2 separate regions of the Gossypium hirsutum genome follow, and region 1 is linked to region 2. The links are chromatin contacts, called in public Hi-C maps. All regions are on one chromosome and are shown on one strand. Each heading gives the region's core, a stretch centred on a gene start, on an enhancer-like site or on the middle of the called end of the contact. The rest is flanking DNA. Distances are from core to core; before and after follow the strand shown. Region 1 holds the start of LOC107950120 (nuclear pore complex protein NUP98A). Region 2 has its middle 8.2 kb from the start of LOC121215467.

Region 1 (3,138 bases), core at 540-3,039, 210 kb before region 2:
AAAAATATGAATGATCTACACATTACTCTAAAGTCAGAAGAGAATTCATACAGGTAACTAAACAACCCTAACAAAGTAGATTAATAGTGACTCTTCCTTGAAGATATCAGTTGAATTTTAGAATTTTTATGTATGACAATCATATTATCAATATATTAACAGAACGAATATGAAATGAACCGAATGAAGGATAACTTAATCATAATAATAGAAAAGAAAAAGACATACAGACTCTTACCACCAAAAGATGATGATGAACTGCCAAAAGTGGGAGTAGATGAACCAAAAGCTGGAGATGAAGAGGCACCAAAGGTGGTTGTTGAGGAGAAGGGAGAAGAAGATTGGGCCGCACCAAACACTCCAGTAGAAGTACCTCCAAATACCGAACCCCCTGTTTGGGAACCAAAAGGGTTTGGACTACCGAAGGAAGGTTTAGGTGCAAATGGATTGCTACTTGCACTGGTCTGCCCAAAAACAGATTGGGATGCAAATGGGCTACTTGATGATTGCCCAAAAGCTGTTTAAAGAGTTTCTGACAGTTAACTTAATTGTCCAAAAAGATTCATAAGTAATAACAAATTTATTCTAAAAACCGATGAAGTGTAAAGCAGGTTAAAGGTATATATATATACACATATATATATAGCAAATAACAGAGAATGAATATTGACCGGTAACAGTTACCAAGGAACAGAACACCAACAACATACTGGTAAACACTTTTGGTGTGATGAAGTGCAGTAGTATTTTATAAATAAATAAAAAAAAAAAGGCAACAATGAAGGAAGAAGAATAAGAAGATAACAATGATCTGTGCATATCACGGATGCAACATGTAAATGCTTCTTGCATAATTAAGCTAATCTTCAATCTGAAAACCAATCAAACTCCTGAATTTCACAATGGCTTTATAAAAGTTAAAAGCACGAGCTATTACTTTTAAAAAGGAACGGAAGAAATTATGCATTCATCGAAACAACAGCTCAACATGTAAAATCAGAATATGATTTCAACGGGAAAGAGTGAAAGGTAAGAGAAAGTCTCACGATTAGTTGTACCAAACATCTTCGTCTACGTAGTTATTTACTCCACAGGTCCTTGATCTCAAACTGAGAAAAGAAAACGAAGCAGAAAGCTGATTTAAACAAACATGGAAACTAGAACCAGTAATGAATAAATAAATTCAACTAAATCCATGCTGAAACTTGAATTAATATTGCGAAAAATAAATCAAATGCGGCAAACGTGATGCCCCGAACCAAACTCGGGATCCGTTTCTTCAATCAAAAGAATCAATCATTCAGTACCGATTAAAAAGGCGTTTCAACCGTTTCATTTAATTTTATCCCTCCAATTCATTTACTTAAAACTAAATACACAGGCACATATATATAAAAATAAATAGTCAAAGATGGAAAGAGGGAAAGAGGGAAAGAAGATATACCGGGGAAAAAAAAGGTGTTCAATAGCTATTATATGTACTTTCCAATTGTGAAACCTGTTATTAAAGATGACCAAAAAAAGAAAGAACCAGCATGTATTATGAAGCAGTTTATGCAGTGGAAGTGCGAGTGAGAAAAGATGATAAATTAGGGTTTGGGAGAGGGGGAACCTTTTAGGACGGATCTGAATCGGGAGGTTTGTTTATTGCGTGGGAAAATCAGAATAGAAAGGGTGTGAAAGAAGAAGGGAGAGAAGAAGACCCACGATGGCCAAAACAACCAAACCAAGCGGAAATCATACCGGGAGCAGGAGAGAAGCTTTGTAGGATCGGGTGATCCACGTAGCATTGTTAGTTTGTTTAACCGGAAAAAGACATTATTTAGTGTCTAAATTAGTAAAAATTGAAAATTTTAATTTTCATCCAACTAAAACTCTATTTTGACATATTTATATATTTTTATTTTAATTATATACATTTTATTATTTCTATCAATTATATATTTCTATTAACTGTGTATTTATATATTTTTAATTTTTATACACAAACTCGTGTGATACGATATCTAATATTAAATTTATAAATTTTTATAATATTAATTTTTGTTTAAAGTTTTTAAAGTATTATTTGATAAATTGAAAATTTAAGTATTGAAAATTTAAATACTAAATTTAAACTATAAATTTTTTTGAAATATTACTTAAAATTAATTATGGAATATAATTAAATTATTTAATAAATATATTTTTTAAATTATAAAAAATAAAATTTTACGTTTTAGCCTTAATTTTTAAACATTTCACTTTATTCTAAACAAAAATCAAATTTTAAAGTAAAATTGTTACATAATAATATAATATTAAAATAAATAAAATAAAATAGAATTAATTGAAAATATTCTCCATTAAGTTTTAAATAGTTCTTATTTACTTATTATTTATCACACTTTTTTATGTAAAAATTCTATCAGATTTTATTTTGAATTATCATACATCATAAAATATTAAATTTCAATTGATTTAATTTTTTTCAATAATCTATCAAATAAGGTCTAATTTAGAATTAGTTATATTAATGTTATTTAATTTTAAAATATTTAATATTAAATAATATAAAAATTCATCTTGAATATTAATATTAATATATTATAATTTAAATAATATTATTAATAATTTCTTACAAGTTATTCATTTTATGTATATGGATAAATTAATTTATTTTAATGTTAAAATTGTTAAAACTATAATTTTGTATTTATGTTTGCTCTACTTTAATTTGTAATTAACTCTTATTATATTTGAAAAATATAAATTTTATTTGATAAATTTTATTAATATGTATTTTTTAAAACTATATTTTAAGGTTAACAATTTAACATTCATTAAATTTAATATTATAAAACTTAAAATTAATTCAATTAAGTAAAATCTTAAAATAAAGTGATAATTTATTTAAAATCAACTTTATATTTAACATATAAAAAATTAGAAACAAAAAATTTAAATAAAATGCATGAATAACTTAAAAGATTAAAAGACAAAGGAATAAAAAAATAGTTTATCCAATTTGTAAATAAGTGTTTCAAATGGAGAATACTATGTGTTAAAAAAAATTGTAATGTGAAAATCACTATGTATTTTCTTTTTGTAACCTCATATTGCTATGTGTGTATATATATATGATTAGATAATTTTTTA
Region 2 (3,298 bases), core at 478-2,977:
CACTTAATTCAAATTTATACAAATATGCAAACAAATTTTATAATTTCAATTTTGTTTGAGGTTATTCCGAACACCACTATGGTAGTATGCATTCGATCGTCTTCTAGGTGAAGTATAGAGTGTTACTTGATCATAATTCTCCACCAATTTCATGTTTGAGTTGAAGGATTATTAAATTTCATTGTATTGAGACGTAAGTTTCTAGTAGGATAATAAGTTGAAAATAAAAGGATTCATTGCAATCAATTCCGAAACTAAGCAGTGAATCACTTGGTTACCACTTAGGTTGGCAGGCACTAACGAAATATTTCTTGAAAAATTGTGCATCCTCCAAAAACATCCCCGAAGTCGACAAATCCAAACCAGCCTTGTTCATCTTTGAAACTAGCCATAGGCATCAATTGAAGCATCACAATATTCAACTAATATCAAACTGGCTATAATTATAAGAGAGAAGGAATAATGACTTCTTTAGTCCTCCAACTTTATAGAAAAAGTCATTTTAGTTCTTAATTAAGTTTTTCTTTTATCTTTTTTAGCCTTTAAATTTGTGTTTTTATCAAATCACCTCAAAATGGATGAAAATGTTAACTTTTTTTAACTTTGTTGATGTGACATACATGTGGCAATCCACATGTATGTCATATCAACATTTAATTAAAATTTTAAAAATTCAAAAAATTATTTTTTAAAAATTAAAAATCAATAAAATTATTTAAAAAGTATAAAAATCATAAATAAATTAATTAAATACTGACATGTCATCCACGTGTATTTCACGCCAATAAAATTAAAATACGTTAATTTTTTTATTTATTTTAGAGTGATTTGATAAAACAATTTAGAATTAAAAAAACGAAAAAATAAATAGAGGGCTAAAATGACTTTTTCTATAAAATTTGAGGGCCTTGAGAAAATAAGGCTGCGGTCCAGCAACCTAACCCAATGCATCAAAGAAAATGTTTGGGGTGGTGGGTTTTAAGCCTTCTGTTCCATAACGAACAGGGTTATTGAGAACAAACCCCCTAATCACTTGAAGCCCTGCAAGTTCACTTTTTTATATTCGTATCAGCCCATTAAGCTCGTAGCTTCATGGGGATGTATACACCTATCCATTTGCACATAGCCCACACTCATTATTTTTGTCTTATATCGTCTGACAAACGTATTTAAAATAAAAAAGCTTCATGTGGAAAAACCTTGAAAAACAAACAAAGAATGGTTACTGTGAAGAAAGATCATTTATCTCTCATTTACTACAGTGGTACCACAAAAAGCTAAGGTTTTGAATACCCAGTTGGGAAGTACAAGGACAGCCCATGCAAAAAACCAAAACCAAGGCTAAAAAGTAACTACTCATCCAAGTAGGGGACCCCTAACTCACTGTGCCAACACACAACCGAATACCCCCAGTGCAAGCAGTTTCTCTCTTTTCCTCTCACAAGAACAAAAAAAAATGGTCCATCCCCATCTCATCATTATTGCATTACAAGAAGAAGAACAAGAACAAGTTAGAAGATGCTATTGCCATTTGCCAGTCACATGGCAAAAGGGGAAAAAAAATTGCAGGAGGAGGGTGAGTGAAGAGTGAAGACAAAGTAAAGTTGTAAAAGGAAAAGACACAAGAAAAGGAAGATAGCAGGTGGAATAGACATACACATATACAAAGGAAGTGATCCCTTAGCTTTCTGGGTAGCCGGCATTAATTGAGGGAGAGCCAAGTGAAGGACAAAAGAAAGAGAAAAAAACACTGAGCCCCTATGACATCCCCAGGTATGTCAGAAACCTGCAGTTAGCCCCACCTCTTCCCTTTTGCTTATGTTCTGTAAATATATATACACATTTACTAGCCCTATGCATAAAAATATATAAGAATATATTGGAGTTGTCCCTTTAGTCTTTACGGCTGTTGTGGACCCAATGAGTTGTTGCTGTCAAACTCCATCTCTATATTTCACTATAGTTGCAGTGGTTTTATGGGATCAGCTGCCACCCTTTTGCACTGTCATTGTTAATGCTCTGTCTACACAAAAGATTAAATCATTAAATAAAATTCATTAAGTAATCAAATTCCACCCATCATTCCATGGAGGAGAGGATTGAGTTAATTAGAGCCGTGAAATGATTGATATTTTGGATGAGAATAGGCAGATAATAAAATCTACTTTACAAGACGCATGGAATATGGAATGTTAAGGGAAAAGCAAGGGAAGCGTGCCTATTCGCTTCACTTTCTCTTTTCTCTTTTGCTTCCTCTTTAGTTTTTCACCATGGGAAAAGTTTTCCCACAACAACGTCATTGCTATGGTAATTTAGATCATGTTATTATTTATTTTTACAAAGGAAAATGTAGCTCATTGGAAAGTTCTCAAAATTCACGCATAACATGTTGGAAGTAAACGTGGATAGTTGTTACTTAATTTTATTTTAATATCCCGTTCAAATTCCGTTTTGTTCTCCATGCCTACTTGGACTTGGTATATTATGGCCAGCTGTTGAAACAAATTATGTTCATTTAATGTCAAATCAACTCAAGTTTGGCTTGGATTTTGTGTTTACTTCGGTGTACACGACTCAATTTTTTTAATAGAAGTAGCATAAATGACTTAATTTGTAAATATATATTTTTTAATTATAGTAATTTAATCCATGTTAGGTTCGAAACGGTAATCTTTTTCATCAATTATACATGTTAAAGTTTGTGACTTAAGTTCATGTTAAAGAAATAAAATACAGTGATAAAATAAGGAGATCTGTGAGGGCGACCCGACCCTCGCGATACGGTACAAGGTGCATAAGCGGAATTCGTCGAGAAGTACACTTCTTCTATTTGATATTAATTGTGCAAGTAGAACCCGTATAGAACCTCTCTCCTTCTATTTGACATCGATTAGAATAAAGTTTTTCAACCTATAAATAGAAATAGACCAAACTCCTCTTATATCATTCTTATTTCAACATTAGTGAATTTTTTTTCCTCTGCCTGTGGTTTTTCCCTGAAAGCGTTTCCACATAAAATCTGTGTGTTCTTATTTTTTCTTTCTTTTTGCTTTGCGATCGTTCTACATTGCCATTATCAACGTTCATTTTTTACAGTACATTTTTTATATATAATAACAAATTTAATCCTCAAAGTTTACACATTCTATCAATTTGATCTTGATTTAACAAATTTAGCCCGTAACACTTCCACATTTTATCAATGTTTTTACATAATATATAAACATCAAGGGCTTAATTTGTTTTTATATCAATCAAAATTATATAAAATTGACAAAAAATATTAATGTTTTGATTA

Evidence for each region. Hi-C and Micro-C count contacts between places; a contact is called where the count stands out from the background.
Region 1: a Hi-C map of leaf shows a contact between it and region 2, with 5 times the contacts expected there. The contact joins the promoter of LOC107950120 here to the enhancer-like site in region 2. A contact is called at or near these places in 6 of 34 Hi-C or Micro-C datasets (hypocotyl and leaf).

What each region holds. Positions count from the first base shown.
Region 1 is chrD03:36,242,485-36,245,622 of Gossypium_hirsutum_v2.1, reverse strand. LOC107950120 (nuclear pore complex protein NUP98A) reads right to left here and starts at 1,789. Exons shown (of 14, transcript XM_016884882.2): 1 at 1,613-1,789; 2 at 1,445-1,498; 3 at 1,047-1,109; 4 at 239-517. The coding sequence starts at 1,065.
Region 2 is chrD03:36,031,625-36,034,922 of Gossypium_hirsutum_v2.1, reverse strand. No RefSeq gene overlaps it. Among protein-coding and RNA genes, the nearest start is that of LOC121215467, 8.2 kb to the right of the region's middle. Within about 2 kb of position 1,727, at least 4 of the 9 cell types and tissues checked have an H3K27ac peak or open chromatin away from gene starts, as enhancers often do. A contact at or near this core is called in hypocotyl and leaf, where this site is marked.